Regions from separate parts of the Sus scrofa genome. Here region 2 is linked to region 1. The links are chromatin contacts, called in public HiChIP or PLAC-seq maps. All regions are on one chromosome and are shown on one strand. The core of a region is the stretch at or near the end of the contact, and the rest is flanking DNA. Distances in the headings are between cores, read along the strand shown.

The links. HiChIP or PLAC-seq counts read pairs in DNA pulled down with a chosen protein or histone mark.
Region 2: a contact with region 1 is called in an H3K27ac HiChIP or PLAC-seq map of skeletal muscle, with 9 times the contacts expected there. The contact joins the promoter of CETN3 here to the promoter of TMEM161B in region 1. A contact is called at or near these places in 1 of 5 promoter capture datasets (fetal skeletal muscle) and 2 of 2 datasets of contacts at active chromatin or transcription factors (alveolar macrophages and skeletal muscle).

Annotation. Positions count from the first base shown.
Region 1 is chr2:95,696,240-95,702,967 of Sscrofa11.1, forward strand. It overlaps TMEM161B (transmembrane protein 161B), which reads right to left and starts at 4,336. Exons shown (of 12, transcript XM_003123774.5): 1 at 4,186-4,336. The coding sequence starts at 4,188.
Region 2 is chr2:97,589,569-97,596,296 of Sscrofa11.1, forward strand. It overlaps CETN3 (centrin-3), which reads right to left and starts at 3,752. Exons shown (of 5, transcript XM_003123777.3): 1 at 3,614-3,752; 2 at 1,680-1,815; 3 at 14-128. The coding sequence starts at 3,630. LOC102167126 (a long non-coding RNA gene) reads left to right here and starts at 3,644. Exons shown (of 2, transcript XR_002342050.1): 1 at 3,644-3,750.

The DNA.
Region 1 (6,728 bases), core at 3,086-5,585:
GAATATCACTACAGATCCATGAACATTACAAAGGTAATAAAAAAGCACTGTGAACAACTTTATGTCCACAAGTTTTACAAGCTAGATGAAATGAACCAATTCTTTGGAAGATATAATCTGCCAAAAATGACTCAAGAAATACACAATCTGGGAGTTCCTGGTGCAGCAGAAACGAATCTGACTAGGAACCATGAGGCTAAGAAGGTTCAATCCCTGGCCTCACTCAGTGGGTTAAGGATCCAGTGTTGCCGTGAGCTGTGGTGTAGTGTAGGTGTAGGTCGCAGACACAGCTTGGATCCGGCGTTGCTGTGGCTGTGGCATCGGCCAGCAGCTGTAGCTCTGATTCAATCCCTAGCCTGGGAACCTCCATATGCCACAAGTGCAGCCCAAAAAAGAAAAAAAAAAGAAAAAAAGAAAAAGAAAAAGAAAAAGAAATACACAATCTGAATAGGCCTACATCTATTAAAGAAATTGAGTCAATAATTAATAACCTTCCAAAATAAATGGCACCACGCCCAGTAAGGTGCACTGGTAAATTCTACCAAACATTTAAGAAAGAAATTATAGCAATTCTCTATATTCTCTTTCAGAGGATAGAAGCAGAGGGAATACTTCTTAACTCATTCTATGAAGCCAGCATTACCCTAATACTAAAATCAGGAGAGGCATGGTGTAATACTAAAACCAGAAGAGGCATTATAAGAACACAAAAAACAAACAAACAAAAAAACTACGGACCATTATCTCTCATAAACATGTATGCAAAAATTTTAAACAAAACACTAACAAATCAAATCAACAATGTATAAGAAGAATTATACACAATAGAGTGAAATTTATTCCAGGTATTAGAGACTAGTTCAACATTCAAAAATTGATTAAAGTAATTCACCATATCAACACACCACACATCTGATTACCACTCAGCCCACAAAAACCTCTAATATCTCCATTAAAATTTCTAATGTCTCCATTAGAGTTCCTTCAAAGTATGCTTAAAGATCACCAGCTTCAGACTTAGCTGAAACTGAGAATGTAATTTTTAATGAGTTTTATACTTATCTTGGAAGAAATTCCACCCCTAATAATGGAGCCTGGAAAAACATTTTTATCAAGCCTCACAGAAGAATCTGATGAGAATTACTGCTCAACCCACTTTTAAAAACTAAGTTGAAGCCACCCTCACCCCCATCAGAATTAATTTCTTCCCTCTGTACTACTGTTTGAATACCTTACATGTATTGCTCTTATGACATTTACTACATTATCTGTTCCCAACAGCCCTCTTTACTGCTCAAAAAGAGAACTTTCTCATTAACTCTGATTAAGGCAGAGATGCACAACCTTTTTTTTTTTTCCACAACCAACACACCAGAGCACAATCCCAGCCTTAAAAGCTACTACAGTATGCTACATAGGTAAAACAAGCCATTAGATTCCTCCAATTCCAGGAGCTTGTTCTAATCTACTCTCCTCCCACAAATCAGCCTAAATGATGGAAAGATCTGTTTGATTAAAGTTGGATTATAATTTTCAAAAAGAAAAGTATATAATAAACAGTTATACTTCTTTGGTAAGTTTTCTATGGACTATCCATTCTCACAACACAAAAACAAACACTGAGAGTGAATACTCAGTATTTTTAGCTAGATCATGAGTTTACATCGATTAAAACAAAAATAAAATCAAAGTGTAAAACAAAAAAGCCTTTGCTTTCCATTTTGAGATAGTATTTAAGGCAGTAATAAAATACCTGACCAAACACTGACAAAGATTCCAAGTATTACCTGGTATATTTAAAAATGAATGATTTTTTTAAAATAAATCAGACTTGAGAAATGTGGGGGCAGTGGGGGACAGTGGAATCAAACTCAATTTTACTTAATCAGAAACCTTCTGAAAATTCTACAAAAGTCCTCAATGAAGTCATAGAATCATAAATATAAGAGTTAAAAGGTGTTTTAATTCTCACCAAGTTCCACTTCTCTTATATAGAAGGAAACTGGAATCCTTATCTAAGTTGAGTGATTTTGCCAAATTCACATAACTAATAATGGGGAGAATCTGGGCTTTCTGAGTTCAAGTACTGCATTCTTTTCATTATATCATTGGGTTCAAGCAGTGTGCAAGATCTCAACTAAGCTGAATCCTAAATAAATTCAACCCCTGTTCACCTCATTTAATAGCTAAACCCTTTCTGATTCCGGTCAATGACTACACTTGCATATACAGACATTCTCAATTTCATAATTGGGAAAGTTGAAGCCAGGCATTTAGTAACTCAGAAATATAAGCAGTAACAAAATGGAAAGAGTCAACCTATGCAGCTCCTGGTGATAACTCTACAGGTGACATTCTCTTAAGTAACATTTTGATAAATATCATGAGATTACTTTAGCTTAAAACAAAACTACCTTTTTTGAGCTGGCAGAGGGACGGGGGTTCTACTTCTATTACTACAGAATACAGACGACAAGTTCATGTTCAGCTTCTTTGTTAACAATCAACATTTCTTTAGATTTTAATTACGGCCTATCTTCAACTTTTCAAATCAAGATATTAAAAACTGAGCTTAAATTTAAGAACTGGAGATCTGAGTTAAAGTTCAAACTGTGCCAAAGTATTGTAAATCACTGCCTATTTCTAGACCTCAGATTCTTCCCTCTGAACACAACTGGAGTGAAAAGAGGGAGGCAGGTAGTTAAGCTAGTTATTATTTTTAGTTCCTCCAAGTTCTACTACTCCTTACCTTTGTCTAATTTTATTGATACAAAAGGAGAAAAAACTCTTTAAAATTACAAATTGTACTGTTCACTGAGATTTAAAGAAACATATACACACACTAGTTCCCAAAAGAGCTGGTAGAGTGCACCAGGAACCATATTACTTCCAAGTTCTTTGGTTTCAGTCAGTTAAGTTTCTACAAGTCATTCAAATGTCAATCATCGCAGTAGCTGAACAATGTCAACATTTGGTCCTGAAAAAATATGGAAGACTGAAGCTAAACTACAAGACAGAATATTCTCCAGATGAGGATGTGAAATCTTTTATACAGCTATTAACTGTCAATTTGGAACATTCCTGGATCCCCATGATATTGCAAAACAGCAAAGGTTAAGAAACCTCACCACCACCAGCCACTCTGTGTTTTGGAAATGGTTTATGCAAAGAACCAAGGGTCCCCAGAGGACTTAGGAAAGCAAAACTCAGGAATTACCCACCCCCCGTACACCTACAACAAGGTCAGACATAGCTACTGCAAATTCCCACTCTTTCTTTCAAAAATGATTAGTTGAACTGCTTGTCCCCACAGAACAACTGAAACAAATGTTACTCAAATTCTAAAATCTCTTCCCCCAGGTTCCTGAACTTTGGCCGTCGCTCAGTCTGAATCATGATACAATTCCTCAATAGTTTTTCCTCAGAACAGGTTAGCCCGAAAGTAAAACTTACCCTTATTTACAGTCCAGTCACACCACCCCTTCATCTCACTTCCCCACATTTCTTCCTATCCTTGTTTCCTACTCCTGAAAATAATAAATAAATAAATAACACTTCTGCCTAAACTTTGTGACTCTTGCAGATCTTATTCATGGTAAAGGCATCCTCTCGACGCCATAGTTCCCTCCTCCATGCCCTTACAACATTCCTTTCCAATAAAGACCCTCTATTAAGTCCAGATTTTTTGACACCTTATCCAGTTGCAAATGGGCTCAGTTATATGCCATTTTTGTTTTCGTTTTTTCGGGTTTTTTTTCTTTTTGTAAGTGACAGGTGTTGATCCTCTACAATGGGATCTGTTGTGTCCACCTGGAAAGGCTTAAGTCACTTTAAGATCTCAAGTTCTTGGCCACCGCCCTGCAGGTGAAGAGAGAAAAGAGCTGATCAACAGGGCAAGGTCAACTCTGGGACCACCTGGCTCCACCGGCCGTCCGCAGTGAATGGGCCGTGAACATTCTACCTATCCCGTACTCCTGGACAGAGCTCGCGGTTGGGCTGGACAGACACTGCTTCCTGAGAGGTCCCGGAGCTCCAGAGCAGAGAGTATGTCCTGCCCTACTGCTCACCACATAGCGCCCGCCCGCTTCATCCCCAGCTCAACACCGGACCGGCTACCTTCACAGCCTGAACTTCCAGCCCTTTCCTCCCCACTGTGGTAAATCCAGCCCTCAGAGAAGGACTCACCATGGCTCCAAGGACAGGTCGTGGACCAGAGGCGCTGGAGTCGCCGGGACCGGCCCAGACCTCCCCTCCCCACTCCGCAGCCGGGATCCACTCGACACCGCGAAGGAGAAGGTCTTCCGGCTCTGCCGGAAGCTCCTCTTGCGCGGGACAGGAAGTCCCTCCCATCTCCTGAACGCCGGCGACCCCACGCCACGCAGAGGTGAGGATACGCAGGACGTCCTCTATTGCCATTTCCGTGGGTGCCAGGATAGAGGCTGGGGGTGGTACTGACCTTGAGAGTGCGTGGGGGAGGCGCAGGCGCAGCACAGGTAGGTGGGCGGGTGGGCGGTGCGCCACTGTAGCGTCTGCGAGGATCCTCGAGGTAGGTTGGGTGGGTTGGGCAAGAGCGCTCCCTCATCCTGGAAAAGCAGTTCAGGTTGGTGCATGGTTGGGAGCCGACCCAGATCCAGAGGATATAGAGCGGGAGGAAACCACAGGCGCGCTATTACTGAGACAATGCAGTGATTTCTTCAGCCCAGCTACGCTCTTTCTCTTTTCACCTTCTCATTTTTCTGGCTATCCTTGAAGACTTTCTGGATCCCCACAGACCTGTTCCTCTGTCGTCTCTGCTCCCTGCTTTAAAGGGTCCTCCGGCTCTACCCTTCCTCAGGGCAGTGGAATTTGATCATGAGAAGTTTCTTCACTATTCACAGATATCAGCTGAAACCAGAAAGACATCTACCTAGAGCTAAGAAATCGGGAAGAAAATTCTGCCTGTTTAATACATGCCATTGAGGACGGTTTCCTTTTAGCTTAAATATATATATTATGTATATAATGTATATAATTAGATGGAAAAATATCAAAACCCTGTATAGCTCCCAAATTTGTGTTGTTTTTTCCAAAAGGCATTTCCGTTTTATGTACCTGTCACCTCTCTTTTTATTTGGCTATACATAGGACTAGAGGCAGGCTTGAAATAGCTATACAAAATACCTATAACCCAGAAATTCATCTCGCAACCTGAGGATCCTTGCTTAAGTCGTGACTATATCTGCAGTTTAATCGGTGGAATTTCTTTTTACTATTGGGTCTGGTTCTGCCGTAAAGCTGGAATTGGGATGGGAAACTAGAAAGCTTCAAAAGAGTTTAAGAAAGTTGAGTTGACAGGGGTGGTTAGAGATGTTAAGTTTCATGCTCCTTACCAGAGTACCTGGATAGGTGATATCCAAGCTATAAGATGGTCTTAAAACCCTAGGAATCAGAGTTCTGAGCCATCCCAAAGAAGCATGCACTGGCCAATTACTTTATTTTAGAAAGAGGAATAGAGACTGGGAGTGTGAGTTATTTTTACTTAAATTGTGTTTATTGGGGGATCTGTTTTGTGAAACAAATCCTATTGAAGATGAATCCAGAACTTCCCCGAAGGTACTACTTTGTGCTGGATGGCACAAGTTTGTAAACATGCCCCAGGGCATCTGCAAATTCTAAGTATGGTAGAGAGAGATTGGAGCTGGCTGCTAGTGTATCATTGGAAAGCAGTTGCTATCCTTGAGGAAGAAAAGGTGGAGAAGGAAAATGGCTATCAGTCTGTCAGTGACCACACATCCTGTGAAGTCTTACTCTTTTCATTTCTTACACTGTGGTTCTTATCTCTGTCCTAAATTTGGCAGAATCATTGAGGTTCACAAAATAGCTCCTTCTATGTGACACTAGTATTCAAATTATTAGAATCCATTCCTGCCACAGTAAAACCAGGGAAGGAAATCAGTTATCTGCTAATCATTTTTAATAGATCATGGGGTTCTATGTTCCTTATTTAGTGTATGGCAAGTTGATAAATAACTCTTGGTTAGTATCCTTTAATGTTCCTATTTATATTACAATGAAAAATCCATTATATAAGTAATGTTTTTTAAAGATTAAAATGCATACACTATATGTTTTAAGGCAGCATCTCCTAGTTTTTTTAAATCAGAATAAGTATAACGTATAAGGTTACATGCCTGGAAGTAGAGGAATTTACCTATTTCCATTACTTAAGAAAAGCAACAAATAATTACCCTCTCCTTTAACACCTATACCTACCTGGAACATTTTCAACCGTTAAGACTTGTCAGTTTTCCAAAGTCTAGCGCCATATTTTTTGCATAATATTTCCCAGATAGCTTCTCTAAGAAATTTCCTCTTACCTTTAATAAACATAATTCTACTTTCTTATAAAATGCATTTGTAATCCCTCCTTCTACAGTGTATAATGTTTACTTAATTAGACCTAAATACCTGGAGAGCAGGACCTTTTTTGTGTTGCCCACCATCTTCCCCTTGAAAAATACAATTTAAATGAATGTTGTGGACAAAATCACTTGAGTTAAACTACCCTAAAAATGATTTACGGACAGAAAAGTCAGTTGAAGGAATACTTATAATGGTAAAAAATTAGGAAAAATCTTTAGCAATTAGAGACTGGGCAAATTCTATCATGTATACTTAGTGGAATATTATCTACCTATTTTTAATTTTGTGTGTGTGTGTGTGTTTTTAGGGCCGCACCCTCGGCATAT
Region 2 (6,728 bases), core at 2,502-5,001, 1.9 Mb after region 1:
TTAAAATACACACCAACTTCATTAAAATCTTCAAAGGTGATTTTCCCCGTGGCTTCTCTGTCATAATCTTTAAGAATCTTCAGTATATCAGCTTTTTTTACATCAAACCCCAAGGCTCTCATTGCCACCTTTTGGATTAAAAGAGAAAAGCAAATTATAATGCATTTTTTACAAAAGTGATTTCCCATTCTCAAATAAGTTTTTAGTACTTAAAAGTTACAATACATCAATAAAACATATATTCTTTCGCATATTTTATGTCTCTAAAATAATAGTGATAGTTTTTCTTCAGTACTAAAATTAGATGGCAATTTTTTCATCTATATATCCCTTTTTTAATATGACAAACTAATCAATGAGTTTAGACAATACACTATACAATGCACTGACTTTTGTGAAAGATAATTTTAATGGCTTATTCATTTTCAAACTATTAACAATCAAAATGGAAAGAAGGTATAATATAAATATTAAAAAGTTATACAGAAGAAGAGATTAAAAAATTAAAATAAGAATTTTCATCAGATTCTCTATGACTAGTTATCAAGTAAGTAATCTAGGACCCTGAGCTTAGAGAAAGAAGAGATCTAGATACTAGTTACAAGTAATAAGAGATGGTTAAAGAAGTCTAATTTAGAAGATTATAGTTGTTCCTTAAATGGTGCACGAATGAAGTAGAGCAGAAGGGCATTTAGAAAAAAATGACTAGTATTAAAATACACACTAAAATAAAGAATAAGCTTGAAGACAGGGAATAGAGCAGTTCACCTTACCTGAATAGGAAGAGATTAGGTAGAAGAAAACAGTTAGCAAATGAGAAAAAAAGTAGGTCGTAGCAAAAGTGTGGAGGGCATTCAATAAAAATTTTTAAAAATGTGAACTTTACGGAGTATACAAAATAAAGCTTATGAGCAATGAATAATATGATGAAAGAATTTTAGAAAGATGAATTTAATGAGAGTGTACAGGAAAAAGAGAAACCAATTAGGAAGTTTCAGATATGAATTAAGATCCCAAACCAATATAATAACAATAGCAACAAATAGAAGAAACATTATTAAAAAAAAGAATTGATCAAAACTGGGTAACTAAAAGAAACTGTGAGTACAGAGCTATAAGAATACTATCTTCCTCATTGTGCTGAGTGTAAGATCCAACCTACCTTAAATACCAATTCCCCTTTGATTCTTTATAAATATTTCTAGAACCTAAAATTGACACTTTCCCCATTAGCATTGTGTCAACATCAGATATCACTTATGTTTCCTGCACCAGAGAAAACAGGATGAGACTGTTACCAACATGTTCAAATTAAAAAACGAGTAACACTCCCTCAATCTGAAAAATATGTCACCAAAAAAGAAGAAACACCAAAGTGGGAAGAGGAATACGGTAAGTATAGTTTAAATACCATAGCTTTATTTTTTTTAACTACGTGAATGAAAAATAAGCCCCTCCATAGGAATGTATTTTTACATTATACTATTCATTTTACCATATGAGAAGGAGTTTCTAAAAAGATATGCTACAAGTACTATTCAATTTTATTAAAAGCACTTAATGGTAAATGTTTAAAATGATTTCATATTTCCAAAACCAAATTAAAATATTTATAAATATATTTTTAATCAACTGTCAATATGCAAATCATTTTAACAGATAGAGGTCGAGTATATTACCTTTAATTCATGGTAATCTATTGCTTCATCTTTGTCCGTGTCAAATAGTTCAAAAGCATCTTTAATTTCTTGTTTCTGTTCTTCAGAGAGTTCTCTTCTTTTTTTCCTTTTTGTTTTGTCTACTACAAGCTCATTTCTATGAAATGAAGACAGAAAACCCTATTTATTGCACTTTAATCCCATTCTCCTATGCTTCTAAATGACTCAAATAAGAATCCAAAAATACAAAAAATTAGCCAATTAATAAATACCTAAATTTCTAAAAAGGAAGTATTTTCCTTACATGAAAGGAAGAGATTTTCCTTACATGAGTCAAAGCCCTGCTCTTCCCATCGACTAAGGTGCTATAAACTTGTGCTTCCTAAAACTGAAAAGTGTTAAGTTATTAAAGAAATGAGGACCTTACTTCCCTTCCTCCTGGCTTTTTATTTATTTCCACTAATATTACTATGGAAGAAACAAGAAATGTGAATAAGAAACATTAGTTTTATATCAGAACCCCCCCAAAAAAACAAAGCACCCATAGTTACTCGTTTTACAATGTCTGTTAAAAAAAAAAAAAAGAATTCACAATTGATGATCACTACATATTAGGCTTACTTTTATAGTGTTAATAACTATCAAAATTACTACAAAAAGACATCTAACTCATCAATTAACATAAACTCTTTTGGCATTGTGGATCAAAAGTGTTTTTAGATTACACATTTTTAAGTTTGGCATTTTATTTGCAATTTCTCCCACTGATATTATTAACAATCACCCAAAAAACTTAGCCTAAGCATACTATTAAACACCAGAAAAGTACATATTTGTGCTAACGCTATATAATAATGTGGAGTCAACTGTCTTGTAAATCTCACTTAACATATACATTTGGATTTAATTTTTCATAAACCCTGAAAAAGGCTGAAGAAAAAAAGGAATTTATTGTAAAAGCCAGAAATATCTTGAGATGTTCCAAATTTTCAAATAGGGTTGCAAGTTTGAAGCAGAAGAATTCTGTAAAACTTAGAAAATGTAAAAACCCAGTTGATTTTATTAGACACGTTATCTGTTTGCATTTTAAGTTGCTTTGTTCTCTGAAATCTACCACACACACACACACACACACACACAAAAGGCAAGAGATGACTAGAAAGTGACCAAAAGAGATATGATAAAGCTGAGGTAGATCTTGCTTTCACAGGAGACCCCACTTCACACAAGCCTGGACGTTCTGGGGGTCGGCCATTCTTTTCCCAAGATTTTGAGAGGACAAGTTCGCAAACCACCGACCACTGACCCCAGCCAAGGATACCACGATTATGCCTTATCAGAACTCGGTACCTTTTTAGTTAGGTGTAACTCTATAGGTATTTTTACGGTAACACGCCTAGTCGGAGTTGGGAAGTAGGCAACAAATGGTAGGTTAGTGGTTGGAAATGAGCGAAAAATAAACTCAGGGAATCTAAGAGATTACCAACTAAAAGCACTAAAATGGGTCTACTATTACATAGTGAAGCAAGGAGGGCTTTACGTTATTTCTAAAATCTACGGGTTAGATGTTAGCAGGAAGGGAGCTGCGGTGGAGGCCATAAGCGAAGGAATGACGGGAACTTTACTAAGGATGCTCCAAGGCCTGGTTTCCTAGTTCACATAAACAAGAGCGTAGAAACCTCGCGATATTTCACTGCCTCCTCGAGACTATAACAACCCAGGTTGTTGGGGTCCAAAGCCCAGTGGCCTGACAGAAATGACCGTCTAACTGCACGGAGCTCACCCGGGCCCCGAAGATGAGGAGTCTGGCCCAGGAAAGGTGGCCAAGGCTCCCTTCCCTCGTCCCAAACTGCATTCCCTTCCTTGCCTCGCCCCAAGCTGCCTCCCTTCCACACACACCCACCCTGGGGCCCGCTGCGTGGTGTGGAGAGCATTGCCGCCTCCTCATTACCGACCTCAGAGCTAAACTCATTTTCTCTTCGGCCAGAGACTTTCCTCTCGAGAACGACTTTAACCCCCTACTCAAAGCCGAACGACTTCCACAAGCGGTTCAACAGACAACGACCTAAGCAGCCTCAAGACCTCCCACAAGGTAGACATTTCTGAGCTGGATTGGTTGAAATAGCTAATGCCTTGCCCATTAGGGCGGAAGCGTCACTAGTCCTCTTCTCTCATTGGGCATTTTTCGCGTCAATCAAAGAGCTCTCCCTTTCGGCTCTCTTGCTGCCCCTCCCGCCTTTTAGGTTGACCTGTAGCGTAGCCCCCACCCCCTCCAATCCTTTGCGGAGCGAGGGTCTGAGTGTCCGCTGGGCTTTTCGGACTGAGGGTGACTGACCAAAGCCTCAGGAGAGAAGGCCTGCGGCATGTGGACGACGTCTGGAAACGGCGCAGGAAGGGAAGAGACACCCCGCAGGTTGTCCTGCTAGGAGGAGGAAGTAGCTTGTGAATGAGATCTGCGAAATTTGGCTCCACTCTATTCTTAAATTTTGGATGATTTAAATACATGGGGAGTTTGTTTAAAACTCAGATTTAAGTGTCACTTTCCTTCATTCTGATTCTAGTAGATGTGAATCTGCCTTTTTTCTTTTTCCTTACAAAATCCAAATGATTCTGAGGCAGGAGCTGTTAATTATACCTTTATAATCACTGGGTTGAATTATTAGGCTATTTACGGTGAAGCTGTGCCTAGATGGCAATTGCTCCCCTATACCTCCTTTGAGGTGCTTTGGTACTTCACTACCGAACCAAGTCTCTTGAAGCTCACTGGGGTATTTAATGTGTTTACCTGTTCGTCTCTCCTACTAATCTTGAAGGCCGGGGTTTCATTTAACGCTATTCCTAAGGCCTAGTACAATGTCTGATGCAGAGGTGCTCAATAAATATTGCTGTATTGAATGGAATCTTGCTATGGAAACTCACAAAGTACTGAGCTAAACTGCAAATCTCATAAAATAGCCTGAGAGTGTCCAACAGGGGAAGGGGGAAGATATATATAGAAGGGAAAGAACACAGCAGGATAGAAGAAAGACTTCTTGAAGGAGATGGCATTTATGTTAGGCCTAGAAGTTTGAACTAAATTTAGATAAGTAAAGAATGTGTTGACTTAAAAAAAAAAAAAATGCACAACCTAAAAGTTAAGTTTTGTTTGGGGCAAAATCAGGTCTTAAGCCCAGGAGGAAACATCTGAAGTAACCCAGAAAAAAACATTCTGCAGCGGGAGTAGGGGGGAATAAGGATATAGAGGAAGTTTTTTATTGTCATTGGGGTTTTGGGTTTTTTTTTGTTGTTGTTGTTTTTTGAACAAAGGGCAGGTAGTAGGAACAAAAGATTACCGAAAACTAGGTATCTCAAGTTACAGAATTAAGCCCTTTTCTTTGGGAAGACCCAGAGGTCTGGCCTCACTAAAATCATTCCTTTGATATGCACTTTAGCTATCTGGGCCAGTATCCCGTGTTTTCACAGCCTAAATTTCCTCACACTTTGCTGTTAGGAGTGGCTGTAGTCTGATGGCTGCAAAGTGACAGGTATTCTTTCTTTCCTGAGTTCCCTCAGGGCTCAGCAGCTTAGCCTTGGAGGTGGCTGCATTCACACAGCTCTAATAAATATAGCCTCAGAGAGGAAAGGGGAAATACCAGGATATAACTGGTGATAAAGGTAAAGGGGGAGGTGCATGCAGTCATGCATACAGTTTACAAAAATTTGCTACTGGCCTCATGAAGGTTACTACTAGTCATTAGAAGCAGACATCACCATGAAGGATTTCAGTGTTTTGCTTGATATGAGGAGATGCAAGAATTGGGCACATAAAATCTTTTCCTAAAAACGTTTGACTGTCTGAAGATCTGTTCTTCTGGTTTTCCCAGAGCACAGAGTGCCTCACTTCTGGTCTCTGCCCTGAGCTCCACTCCACTGCTGGTTGGCAGCTGCAGTGGCTCATGATTTAATGCATGTAGAGGTAGACAGCAAGTGCCAAACTCCAGTTCACAGTGGTATAATGGAATAAAGCTAAAAATTAATAGCTCCTCCCCCCAAATAAGTAGAAAACTTTAAATTTTAAGGTACTTTTATAAATCACATTTGAGTGTAAAAGGACACTAATATTGCAATTACATAATTACATACAATAATGTAATGACAGGGAAAAAACTATATATTAAAATTGTAAGATATAGACTAAGCTATAGGGAAAAATTATTTTATTATTAGATAAAAACAAAAATAAGAAAAACATTTATTTGAATATTTTTACAAGTGATCAAAATTATTTGAAGTTAGGAAGAACTAAAGATAAAACAACTTTTACTAAAGATAAAAGAACAACAACAAAGGAATTAGAAAACAGGTTTTAAAAAGAAAATTGTTTAATAAATTGGTATAATATTCTCATACTGTAATAATAAACTGGTTTTTGGCAGTACCAATAAAAATGGCAGAGTTAAGGAAGTGTAACAAGAAAGGGAATATTGCCACTAATAAGGGTAGTAGTTTAAGAGAGAGTTAAAAATTATTAAAATATTTTATACAGCTCTATATTTTCAACAAATATTAATACCAAAATGAAATAGTCACTTTTCAAGGAAAACGGAGATAAAGACTCAAAGAAGGTAGAAAACTAAATTAGGTTAATAACTGTAGACAGGACTTTAAAAAATGATGCCAGAGTTCTGTATCACAAAATAAAAAGGCATTCAGCTGACTCAGACTTATGAGTGAGTTTTAAAAATTCTTTTTTTTTTTTTTGTCTTTTGTAGCACCGCACCCGTGGCATATGGAGGTTCCCAGGCTAGGGGTCAAATCGGAGCTGTTGCTGCTGGCCACAGCCACAGCCACAGCAATGCCAGATCCAAGTCGTGTCTTCGACCTACACCACAGCTCATGGCAACGCTGGATCCTTAAGCCACTGAGCGAGGCCAGGGATCAAACCTGAAACCTCATAGTTCCTAGTCTGATTTGTTTCCTCTGCGCCACAACGGGAACTCTGAGTTTTAAAAATTCTTGAAGAGCTAATTCTTGTGCTTTAAACTCAAAGCATGATGGAGACCTTCTTAGCTTAATTTTTGAAGCTAGCAC